2 separate regions of the Zea mays genome follow, and region 2 is linked to region 1. The links are chromatin contacts, called in public Hi-C maps. All regions are on one chromosome and are shown on one strand. Each heading gives the region's core, a stretch centred on a gene start, on an enhancer-like site or on the middle of the called end of the contact. The rest is flanking DNA. Distances are from core to core; before and after follow the strand shown.

What was found. Hi-C and Micro-C count contacts between places; a contact is called where the count stands out from the background.
Region 2: a contact with region 1 is called in a Hi-C map of bundle sheath, with 2.3 times the contacts expected there. The contact joins the promoter of LOC100501094 here to the enhancer-like site in region 1. A contact is called at or near these places in 2 of 25 Hi-C or Micro-C datasets (bundle sheath and leaf).

What each region holds. Positions count from the first base shown.
Region 1 is chr1:151,332,193-151,338,675 of Zm-B73-REFERENCE-NAM-5.0, forward strand. No RefSeq gene overlaps it. Among protein-coding and RNA genes, the nearest start is that of LOC118476060, 31 kb to the left of the region's middle. Within about 2 kb of position 3,604, at least 20 of the 20 cell types and tissues checked have an H3K27ac peak or open chromatin away from gene starts, as enhancers often do. A contact at or near this core is called in bundle sheath and leaf, where this site is marked.
Region 2 is chr1:151,486,671-151,493,153 of Zm-B73-REFERENCE-NAM-5.0, forward strand. LOC100501094 (protein kinase domain superfamily protein) reads left to right here and starts at 2,976. Exons shown (of 13, transcript NM_001195915.1): 1 at 2,976-3,775; 2 at 5,941-6,382. The coding sequence starts at 3,369.

The sequences.
Region 1 (6,483 bases), core at 2,354-4,853:
GATAACTAAACAACCTAGAATATCCTCCATTAAAGTGTATCTATTTTAAATAGATCCCTCTTAACTTAAAGGATTCTATCTTATCCTAATAGGTTCATCTTATGTAAAAAAATAAAAAAAGAATATCTTATCCTCATAAATTGTTTATAAGATAAACTAGACCAACTAAGAATACCCCACTAGAATATATCGAGCCTAATAGATCCATCTTATTTTAAAAGACTCTCTCTTATCTTAATAGATTCATCTTATCTTGAAGGAATTATCTTATCCTAACCACTTTACTTATCCTAAAGTAACAACCATGATCTAATCCAAATTAATGAGATCTTATCTAGTCTATCTAGTCATAACAATCTAACCTAGATCTGATCTAATGTGATAGATTAATCTAACCTAACGAAGGCTAACCTTAAGTTGAGCTAATCTAATGTAAATTACTTAATAGAAGAGTTAGTACTGATGAAATAAATGAGACTCTACTCCTATAAAATATGTTTTAACTTAATTCACTCTGCACTAAATTAAGAACAACAGACCAACTCGGCCTCGTGAAACTATCTTAAACATCTGATGGTTGCATAACCCCTCTGTTTTAACCTAACATAGATTATGACTTACCTACACCATATAATCCATCCTATCTCAAAAGATTCTAACATATATTAATAATATATGTCCTACCAGGTAGATCTATTTAACTTAAACTAGTCTAATCTAGTTATATCCGATCTAATCTAGACCCTACCTAATCTAATATGATCCAATCTAAAGGGAGTGACTTAAACAAGTTAGTTAATACTGGTAACATAGATTAGACCATATTCCTATAAATGGGTTTTAAACCTAAATTGGTGTCTTAGACCAACTCGTCCGTGAAACCACGACCCAGCCTATGTTATAGGTTGCCCAACCCATTTATCCCAAAAGCGAAGTAAAACTATGTTTAACCTACCTATCCCATGTACCCGCAATTGTTACCCCAACTCAGATAATGGCATCTAACACCATGACGGATGGTCCCTGAATCAGACCCAAGAAGAAGGTTAACCTCGACAATGAAGGATATGAGTAGAAACATATATTCAGATGAATCAAGATCCACCACCCGGAATAAAAGTCTCCCTTACCTAACTTTCCCTTATCCTCCAAATCTTCTCCACACTCACCTAATAGCTAAAACCTGAGTTACCCTTGTTTTCTATGCCACACCTGCTAATGGCATGAAGAATTTTAGGTGTATAAAAATATACTAATTGGAAGTTCTACTTAGATAAAAAAATACAGATACTAGAATTTCATACAGATAAAATCAGCTTGATATGCTTAACTAAATGATATTCTTAAATATGAGTATAAAATCTAATGTGATATAAGCTAATATGATCCAATCTAGTGAGAATTACTTAATGCTGGTACAAAAGGATAAGGTCATACTCCTAATTCACTAAAGCCTAAATTGGTGACTTAGATCGACTCGGCCATACCCAACCACTTGACCTACATAACAGGATACATAACTAATCCCATCTAGCATATAGCTGCCTACTAAACCCTCTGCCTAGTTGTTACCTACTGATCTATCTTAATCTTTTGTCCCAAACCCGGATGGAGACACCAAAGCTCAAGTAGGAAGAGATCAATCTTATTAAAGAGAAATATGAGTCACGCTAGACCCCAAAGGAAGCTAGATTATGCCATAGTACACTCATTCCATATGACCTACCCACTAATCATCTGTTCTTATCTACAAGTCATCTTAATTATATATCCCTAACTTTGGTGACGATTCTAAGGCCGAAGATCGAAGATGATCGACCTCATCAAATCAAGGTAGGATAAGATTCAAGTCAGATCTTCAAAGGAATCAAGATCCACAATCTTGGATGGAGCCTTTCCTTACCGTACTCTTTCTTACCCAAACATATCTATGCTTTAAACACATCTTTTATGAAGTGGCTATACCCGTATATATACCCCTGCTTTCCTAATCACCTAATAATTTGTGATGTAAAAAAACTTTTGGTATTAAAACCAATTAGAAACTAAAATATAGACTACAAACCAAACTAGTTGCATTCCCTTTCTTATTAATCTGGAGGACAAGATTTCTATTAAGGGGGTAGGATTTGTAACACTCAATCTTAACTTGAGATTTAAGGGAATCCTTTAGATAGAAATAATAATAATAAATATAATCATCAAAATAGGTGCTCTTGAAAAAGACTGAACTTTAGAATTCACCCTCTATGAAGTAAATGCTCATAATAAAATAAGATTAGCTAATCATATCCTAATGAAGATTAGACAATCGAAAAATGTTTTCTATCAGGACAAAGGGATATGAACTTCAGAATATACCTTTTGACTTGACTACACACCCGAAATAATATACTATTGAAATAAATGTGATGTGTATTTCATGTTAAAAGCATTATCTAAAATAAAATAATATAATAAATAAAGCAACTAAATATATTAATATAATTGTTGCACATCATATTGGAGTTTTATTGGTGCACTAAACTTGAACTTAAATTTAGAACAGATTTGAATTCAAAATTGAATTGAGAAGAGAATAGAAAGAAAACAAAAAAAGAAAGAAGGCTACATATGGGACGATTCTGCTCAACCGGTTCACCTCACCTTGCCAGCCCAACATCTGCGTCGCACGCATCTGTGCCACTGCCGGCCGGGGCTCACTCGCCAGCGTCCTTCCCTTCTGTGGCGCTCCTGTGCCTGTGGTGCCTCTCTCTGTGACTGGCGGGGCCCATGTTGTCATCCCGATGCGCGCTCAACTAACACCCGAGGTCCGGTCGTGGATCTCCGTGGATCTCTGGCGGTTAGTTCGAGTGGTCCTGTGTATAAGACTGTGCCTGGGTGCGCATCTGAAGCCAGATGAACTCCACGCTTGGGTCGTGCGTCCTAACCCCTTTAACCTCATCACCGCCTGCTTGGGGAAAGGCCCGCCGTTGGCTCTGCTCTCGCCATGGCGGTTGTGGAGCCGAATTGAAGCCCTTGGACAATCGGTGGTGATTACCAAAACTGGCCACAACCTTCCACTGCGGGGAAATCCACCGTGAGGCCACTAATTTCTCGCCGTCGTTTCCCCTCCGCCGTGATTTCGCCTTGTACGTGGCTGGCCGCAACCAAGCATTGACTCATGGTAAGAAGCCTTCCTCTCGAATCACCTCGTCTTCCTCTGCGTGTAGCACGGGTTGGTGTAGGATTTGGGGCCCTGTCTCCGTCGGGCGGGGTGTGCCGGCGAGTTGCTCTGCCGCGGGGTGCTGTTCACCCCCGCTCTGCCGCATCGGGGTGGGGAAGATGTGCCGGGACCGCTGATTTGGTCGCCAACGGCCATGATCAGAGCCAGTGTGCAGTTCGGCCAAATCTTATGTGGGTCATCTGTTTGCTGATGGACGTGCGTGATCGGATGATGCGGGGGTGAATTGGGGACCCTAGATCAGGATATGTGCGGTTAGGATTTTAATAGTATGATTTTGAATCGCCACCGTCGGTTGGCAATCCTACGGGGGACATTCCATACCGGTTCGTTATGTGGACCTATTTAACCGCAGCCATGGGATCTTGATCCAACGACTCACATCACGTACCGGTTCGCTAGGGTAGTCCATCTAATCTGGGCCTTAGATCCTAAAATGGATGGCCTAGAGCCGAGCACGTTGAATCCGCGTGGTATTTTTGCAGTATGGGTCCTCAGGGTTTTCCACAATTAACCCGCGATCCCTGATGGTGATGGAATCATTTTAGAAAGGCCCTGAGTTTTGTAGGTTAGACCTTGGTGAACTCAGAAATTGTGTCCGCCATCCACCGGTCTGGTAATCTCAGAGAATAAAATCTAAAATGATTTTTAGAATGAAAATAAATATGATAAACTTAGGAAATTCATAACTTTCTCGTTTTAACTCCGATTTGACTCATTCAAATTGTGATAGATTTGTAATAAAGTTTACTACACTATGACAAACATCCCGTTGTCATATCACTTACTCTTTTAGTTAGTTATTTAATTACCCTATCTATATAGTAGATTAATATTTTATCAAAGTAGTCCGACTATGACTATTAATAACTATCGAATGACCTCTAATCAGGTTATAACCTATATTAAAATTGGAGTTAGTTATATCTTTTCTCACATGATTTATTTTAATCAACATAAAATATAGTTTCATTGATTAAATCACCTAAATCTTGGAAAAGCCATATCTTTGTAACCGTAGCTCCGAATTTAGTGATTCTCGAACCCACGATCTCGTAGCATCTCATAGATTATTATTATTCAGTTTGTACTTATGTTTGATGTGATGTTAATTTTGCCTATATCATGTTTGTCTGTATTGCTATGACTAACAGTGAGGTCACGAGTCACCTGAAGAGCAAGTTGGTACCTGGAATCTCAAGTCCCAGGCAAGTTGAGCCCTTGACCACTTTTATTACCCAATAATGTTCTTTATTATCACTTATTCATGCATAGGCTTAATTTTGATGGGACCCAATAGGTCACCCTAGACTGATTATCTTGTTACCTTGTTTACCCCTGAACTATTTGGATAGTTTTTGCTATTGCTCTATATGGTTTTGGGTTTAATATTACATTATGTTCATGTTCCAATTATACTATTATTTTATTTATTATTCATGTCAAGATCATTATTTTTAATTGGAACATGGAGCTTAACTTGAGAAACATGTGCCACCACAAGGGTGGAATGGGACGCCCTTGGCTGACTAACTAGGAAAGCTAGTGGAGGACTACCTTACCCGATAGGGGCAAGGGCAGTAGGCGTGTAGGGAGGTTCCCGGGTTGATTTTGCTGCGATGGCGGTCAGATGGGGGATTCCCGCATTGCTCTTCCTAGAAAATGTAGCGGGTTTTCTGAAGCTAGTGGAACTTTGTAAAGGCTTCGTAGTGGATCCCTAGCCATTCACCTCGGTAGTTTTTAAGGGTCTAGCTAACCCTAGTGACATGGGATACACGACTTGTGGGTACAGGGTACAACCTCTGCAGAGTGTAAAACTAGTATACTAGCCGTGCTCGTGATCATGAGCAGCTCAGGACTCTCGCATGATTAATTTATGGAATTAAATTCAATTTGTCATATGCAATTCATTGCGGGTGTTGTTATCAATTTTGATCTATTATTACTCTGGTTAGGTATCTACTTGCACTTAGTAACTACTAATAAAATTTTGACCAACTTTAAAAGCAATGCTCAGCTTTAATCATTCTCTTTGGTAAGCCTTACACTTCACATGAGCTCCCACCTTTGGCGAGTTTATGCACATTATTCCCCACAACTTGTTGAGCAAAGAACATATGTGAGCTCACCCTTGCTGTCTAACACCCCCCACAAGTCAAGAACAGGTACCGCAGGATGAGGCGCATGGAGGATGCTGAGATGTGTTCGTGAGAGGTCTAGACCGTCGTCTCCCAGTCAGCTTTGGGTTGCTGGATCGTTGTCTTCATATGATGTAATTATTTATTTATTTTATACAGAACTCCTATTATATAGTAAAGATGTGACATTTTTTCTGTACCATGAGTCATCATGTGTGTAAGACTTGGTCCTAACACACTTGGTGATTATTTCGCACCCGTGTTTTGGACCCCTAAAACCTAGGTGTGACAAGAAACGACTGTTTAACGCCTTGGGCAAGTCTTTGCCTTGTAATTCTACAAGTAGGCATTACTAGACATCACCTGCATGACCTTGTAAGGGCCTTCCCAGCTTGGCGACCACTTCCCAAACTTCCGGTCTTTGCTCCTTAGAGGCAAGACGGTCTTCCATACCAAGTCCCCTACCTAGAACGACTTAGCCTTGACCTTCTGGTTGTAAGCTTTAGCGACCATGATCTTGTCCTTTTCTATTTCTCCTAAGGTTGTCACTCTCTTGTCGGTCACTTCATCAATATTATACATCTTTGAATTATAATAATCACCGGCAGTTAGATCATTTTGCTTGGCGAACCTAACAACATTTAAACTTATCTCTACAGGCAATACTGCTTCCTACCCAAAGACAAGCTCAAACGGAGATACTTTAGTATCATGGTGTTTAGATATTCTATGAGCCCATAAAGTTTCAGACAAAATCTTATGCCAATGCTTAGGATGATCAGATATCTTCTTTTTTATTAGGCTAATCAATGTTCTATTACTAGACTCGGCATGTCCATTGGCCTGAGCATAATATGGAGATGAATTGAGCAATTTAATTTTATATAATTCAGCAAACTCACATAACTCCTTTGTCATAAAAGAAGCCCCCTGGTCTGTAGTCAAAGTCTGGGGATATGTTGAATTTATGAATAATATGCTCAGTTATGAACTCAATTACCTCCATGTGTGTCATGTTTTTCAGAGCAACGGCTTCAGTCCATTTGGTAAAGTAGTTAGTGGCAACTAACACGAACCGATACCCTTTTGATGATGAAGGATAAATCTCTCCTATAATGTCCA
Region 2 (6,483 bases), core at 1,726-4,225, 150 kb after region 1:
GTTGTGCCACTCGACAGAGTGAGGCTGACAGCAACCAAGTCCGGCCTCGGGCGCCATAGGAAGCTCCGCCTCGCCCGACCCCAGGGCCCGGACTCGACCTCGGCCCCGGAAGACGACGAACTCCACATCGCCCGACCCCAGGGCTCGGACTCGGCTTCGACCCCGGAAGACGACGAACTCCGCATCGCCCGACCCCAGGGTCGGACCTGGCTTCGGCCCTGGAAGACGACGAACTCCGCCTCACCCGATCCCAGGGCTCGGACTCGGCCTCGGCCCCGGAAAACGACGAACTCCGCCTCCCCCGACCCCAGGGCTCGGACTCAGCCCTGGCCTCAGCCGACAGTCTCCGCCTCGCCCGACCCAGGGGCTCAGACTCGACCTCGGCCTCGGAAGACAGACTCGACCTCGACCTCGGAGGAGCCTCCGCCTCGCCCGACCCAGGGCTCGGACCGACCACGTCACAGGAGGGGCCATCATTACCCTACCCCTAGCTAGCCCTGGCTACGGGGAACAAGACCGGCGTCCCATCTGGCTCGCCCCGGTAAACAAGTAATGATGGCGCCCCGCATGCTCCATGACGACGGCGGCTCTCAGCCCCCTTACGGAAGCAAGGAGACGTCAGCAAGGACTCGACAGCCCCGACAACTGTCCTTCCGCCAGGCCCCAGCGCTCCTCCGACGGCCACGACATCACACAAACAGGGTGCCAAAACCTCTCCGGCTACCACGACGGCATGTACTTAGGGCACTAGCTCCTCTCTGCTAGACACGTTAGCACACTGCTACATCTCCCATTGTACACCTGGACCCTCTCCTTACGCCTATAAAAGGAAGGTCCAGGGCCCTCTTACAGAGGGTTGGCCGCGCGGGGAAGGACGGGACGGCGCGCGCATAGGCCTCTCGCTCCCTCCCGCGCGGACGCTTGTAACCCCCTACTGCAAGCGCACCCGACCTGGGCGCGGGACAAACACGAAGGCCCCGGGTTTCTCCTTTTACGCCAGCCTCCCTCCGGCTTTCTCCCCCCTTCGCGCTCCGTCTCGCGCCGACCCATCTGGGCTGGGGCACGCGGCGACAATTTACTCGTCGGTCCATGGACCCCCCGAGGTCGAAACGCCGACAATTTTACAGCTTCACAATGAAACAACTTCAACAGATTGGTAAGGCGAGATTCAAGAGTGTTTGGCATGTACATAGACTACTCTAGCTTCCATAATACAATTAATTTGTGTGATTTTTCTTAATTACCCTTGATGATTAGTAGGTGGAGAAAGATACCTAAATCGGTAGGTCATGTAACCAATGACATGGTGGGCAATTTTTGTGCAATTATCATGAGGATGTATGAAAACAGTGTTTTCGAAGCACCCTTTGAGGAGCTTCAAAAGTTTCATGAAATTGACCTCTAGTTTCAGTTTTTTGAAACTAGAGCTCGTGGAGCTGTACCTGTTTGGATAGAAGCTGAAATAGATTTGAAAATTTTGAAGTAAAGCTCTCCCAGCCTAAAGCCAGCTGTTTAAACTATTGTAACTGTAATCATAGAAAAAACACTATATAAATAAAAACCAAACCAAGGGGCTCAAATAGAAACCTCGCAGAAAGCCTGCTTGTCGAAAGGTACACAGTTACTAGCTATGTAGTATTTTTATCGTTCTCTTTTCATTTTTTCATGTTCCTTTTCACTCCATACTTTATGAAGCAGTGTAATCTGACCGACTATTATGTTAGCTCACGGATGGAGCTACCTAGACCAGGCAAGGCTTCCAGACCACAACTGGCTTTAAATTTCACTCTTTTTTATTTTAACTATTTAAAACTAGAGCAAATAAAGTTATACGAGGCATGTCTGAGCTGCGGCTCGAATAATTCGAGTGTTGATTCACCCTTAGGGCCTGTTTGTTTTATACTTAATTCATGTGGATTAAAGTAAATTGAGTGAGATTAAATTCTAAACAAGTCAAAATCCTCCTAATTTCAATTATATCTAATCCATGTGAGGTGGAAATAATTGAACAAGACCTTATTTAAATACATGTCTAGAGTCCAAAAAAGGTGGCTAACCAGAAATTTAGCACATCTTCTTTTTCTTCTACATCATGCTTAGGATCATACTCTAACGGACTCTAAATTTTATACTATAAAATTTAAGAATTAAATCATATTAGGATCATACTCTCTTTCTATTTATTTTTAAAGTTAGCTTAATTAAAGGCTCAAACGAATGCATATGGACATGACTAGATGTTTTGGTCAAAAGTATGCACTTCTAAAGTATAAAATTTATTTAAATCAAGTAGACACCTAAAAATAGAACTACCAGACTCTAGTTGTATCTTTTTACGTTCTCTTCGTTTGAAGTATAATAATTATATCTTTATATACATATTTACCATTTTTATCCAAAATTTATATTTTGAGACGGGAAAAAGAAAAAAAAGGTCACACTAATAACAGACACATGTGAAAAAAGCTGACCAAAATTGTGGCATGCAAGCATGCCGTTCCGGGACAGTTGAGTGGTATAGGCACCCACAAAAGGACCCTACACACCACACGCAACAAAAGCAAATCATATAAATGAGCACCAAAACAGAACTGGCAAGCATAATATAGTATAGATCTAGACAGTTAAAAGCCAAGAAATAATCCCGAGCCTATCCGAAAATTGCAGTGATAGCAGCAACCAATTTCCCAGTTGCCAACATTTTTTCTCGTCAAGGATGACAACACAGGTTGGCACTGGCAGCAAGTTAGATGGATAGGGACAGGGACAGGCGCTGTGTGGATCAACACAACACCCAAGAAAATATACAAAAGAAATTGAAAATTGCCGAAACAGAAAAAATGGGCATAAAATACTTTTTGAGAAGGCTACAAAATATCAAACAAAAACTAAGACCAGATGCATAAAATGCCACCAGGAGACCAGCAAGCAGCCCCGGCAGTTTTTTATTGCCATTATTATTACTACTATTGTATTTTATTCAATCTCCATCTGGATGCGTGTGTGTGACCGGTGAGCGAGACAGATTCCACAGCAATTTGCTCCTCTTCCACGCACAGGCAAGACTGCTCCCCAGAAAAGATTGTAGTTTTCATCGATTTAGCCGGTTTCTGCCCGGGGGGATCGCTGCTGGAGATCTCAGAGAACCGGGAGGCTCCGAGCTTTTGCTCCGTTTGCGTCGAATCTGCCTCGGGAGCGGAGAAAGGAGCGGCCTTCCGAGCTCGTAGGGGCCGTCCCTGAGAAGGCGAGAGGGGACGCGGCGGCGGCGGAGTCAGCTCTAGGGCGCTCGTGGAAGTCGGTGATGCCGGTGGTTTGAGGACGAGGCGGCCTCGGTGGTTTTGAGGAAGCCAGCCTCTGCCGCGGCAAGGATGGACTCCAGCGGGGAGGAACTCCTGAAGAAGATCCGGGAACTGGAGGTTGGGCAGGCGCAGCTCAAGCAGGAGATGTCTAAGCTAATACCCGGCGCTGGGGAGCGTCGGCGCTCGCAATCCGTCTCGCCGCGGCGCGGCGTGCCGGTGCCGCCGCCACCGCCGGCCAAGGCGAAGGCGGGGGCGCCAGGTAGGCGGCTGTCCGGGGGGTTTGAGGGCGGGCAGCGCGCGTGGGCCCGTGGGTCGGCGTCTTTCCCGCACTCATCACCGCTGCAGCGGGAGGGCCGCGCAGGCGCTGGAGACGCTAGCACCAGCGCTAGGCTGCCGGAGAGGCAGTACTCCAGGGTGCTTCAGTCAATGGGGCAGTCCGTCCACATTCTTGACCTCGACGGGAGGATCATATACTGGTTAGATTTCTGGTGCTTCACTGTGTTTTTTTTTATTTGCTTGCCTGCAGAGCTTGACAAATATTCGAAGGAATGCAGTAGTGGTCTTGCTGGTTTGATATGTTGATTATATTCTAGTGCCTGCAATGGAGTAAGTCTTGTGTAATTGAAGCTCTTGCAATAGCAATCCTTGACCCTTGAGCAATTCTTTTGTGTCATTTTGATCTATCAATAACATGTGATAGAGGTTGCAGTGGCGTAGTGCAAATGACAATCTGTTGCACTGTCGGCATCCTATAGAACCCTAGCTACGTAAGGATGTGTCATTACTTTTTTTTTCTCGCAGGAGAACTACGCATCATTATATTGAAAGAGAGAAAGGTCCGAAATGGACCAAAGTACAATGCCATAACAGGCAAAAAATAAAAAAGGAAAAACAGTACAACCTCATGCACTAGGAATAGCCCTGACCCTAGCAAATGCAGCCAGAAGTCCGAGACTCTCGAGCTGCTTCGCACCAGCCATACACCAGCACTCCACCTCATTCAAGAAAAGCCTCTGAATGGTGCTCAATGAAGGGTTGACACCATCAAATACCGCCTTATTGCGATGCAGCCATAAACACCAGGCCCCTAGGATAATGAGACTATGAATACCTTTTCTGATTTGCTTGGGGACTCTCCTTTGCACCTTGTCCCACCAATCCACAAAAGAGCCCGCCTCTCTAGTAGGCGTAAGATGTCCCAACCTCAAAGCTGAAAATATAACATGCCAAAATTGTCTAGCAAAACTGCAAGAGCACAAGAGGTGCAAGATAGTTTCCTGCTCTTGATCACATAATGGATAAACCACCGGGTGCGGTAGTCCTTTCCTCTGAAGTCTATCCGCAGTCCAACATTTATTCCTTATTACCAGCCAAACAAAAAATTTGCATTTGGGGGGTGCCCACGACTTCCACACCCATTTCCATGGCTGGAAAGAAATAGCTCCCATAAACAACGCCGAATAACAAGATTTTGAGGACAATACTCCAGAGCTCGAGTGCACCCACACATGTCTGTCCTCCTCCTGATTAAGCACCACTCCACTTAAAGCATCCCACAGCTGCAAATATTGCTGTAGACCAATCAAAGATAAATGATTCACGATATCGCAAACCCATTGCCAATTATGCAACGCCTGAGCAACAGTTCTCGAATTAAATGGCCTGCTACTCACCATACTTACAACTTCAGGGCCAAAATCATGTATCCTCTGCCCATTCAACCATCTGTCCGACCAGAAAAAAGTATTGGTCTCATTCCCAACAACAGAGACCACCGAAGATTTAAAAAATTGTCTAACTTGCTGCTGCACGGGGATACTCAAACCAAGCCAACACATTTCAGATCGTCCTCAATGGGTTTAACAAAAAGGACCACATCATCAGCATAGATAGAAAGCCTGTTACGGACTCTTGCCCCTTCCAAACTATGCAGCAATCCCCTACATTCAGCAGCCCTAAAAAGACTGCTAAGCACGTCCATGATCAGCACAAACAGCATAGGGGAGAGAGGGTCTCCCTGATGAAGACCTCTCCGATGCTTTATATGGATTCCAGGAAACCCATTCAATAACACTTGCGTAGAAGATGAAGCCAACAGATGTGTCATTACTTATTATCTGTGCGAAGTCATAGTAATGAAATGCTGGATGGGATGCCTAGACTTTACCTGGTTCTGGTGACGAGCTTGTACCTTGAAGTTCTACTACATTATTTATCATATTGGCATAACTATAATACCATGTTAAGGCACAAAATGCACCAGTCTATTTGCCATTTTAGCTGGTTCTGGTGACGAGCTTGTACTCTGTAGTTGTTGCTTGCTTGAGGGCCAACATTGATGAGTCACAAGATGCACCAGGAGCTCCCTACAAGATCAAAATTCGTTTTGAGTTGCATTTCTTATGTAAGTTTTGACAGAATATGCACTTTGTGTCATGACAGTCTATTTGTCATTTTTTAAATCTTAAAATGCTGCTGCTTTGCCCTTTAATCGGATAAACATCTTGGTTTGACAAGTATGTATGCTTCTTAATTTTGCTACATAAGCACAATAGGTTCTTCACAAGTGTTCTTGATCCCATTTTGTTCTTGTTTGTGCTTCCTGTTTCACCATATATTTTTTCATTTACTTATTATGTAGGAATCAGTCTGCGGAGAATCTGTTTGGCTATCCTGCATCAGAAGCCCTTGGTCAGGATGCCCTCATGCTTCTGGTTGATTCCCATGACCACAATGCGGTAAATAACATCTTCCAACGTATTTCTATGGGTGAAAGTTGGACTGGGAAGTTTCCAGTTAAGAACAAGCAAGGACATAGATTTTCAGCTGTTGCCACCAATACACCTTTCTATGATGAAGATGGCAGTTTGATGGGTTTCATTTGTGTTTCAAGTGATTCCCGCCAATTGGAGCAGATATTTTGTAAGCCTCCGACCTCTGCAAGGTCCCAGTCAGAATCATCTATGACATCTTGTGATGGGAGTTGCAGCAACACTAGTCACAGAATCAATTCGTTGAATAGAAGTTCTTTTGATTCTAATCTACCCCTGCAAAGCACTTTAGCATCCAAGATAACGAATTTGGTAAGTTGTTTTTTCATTATATAAAACAAAAGTTGTAGATGTACCACTACTTCATTTCCCAAATACATAGCATTCTACCTTATTCAAATATTGTTCTTATA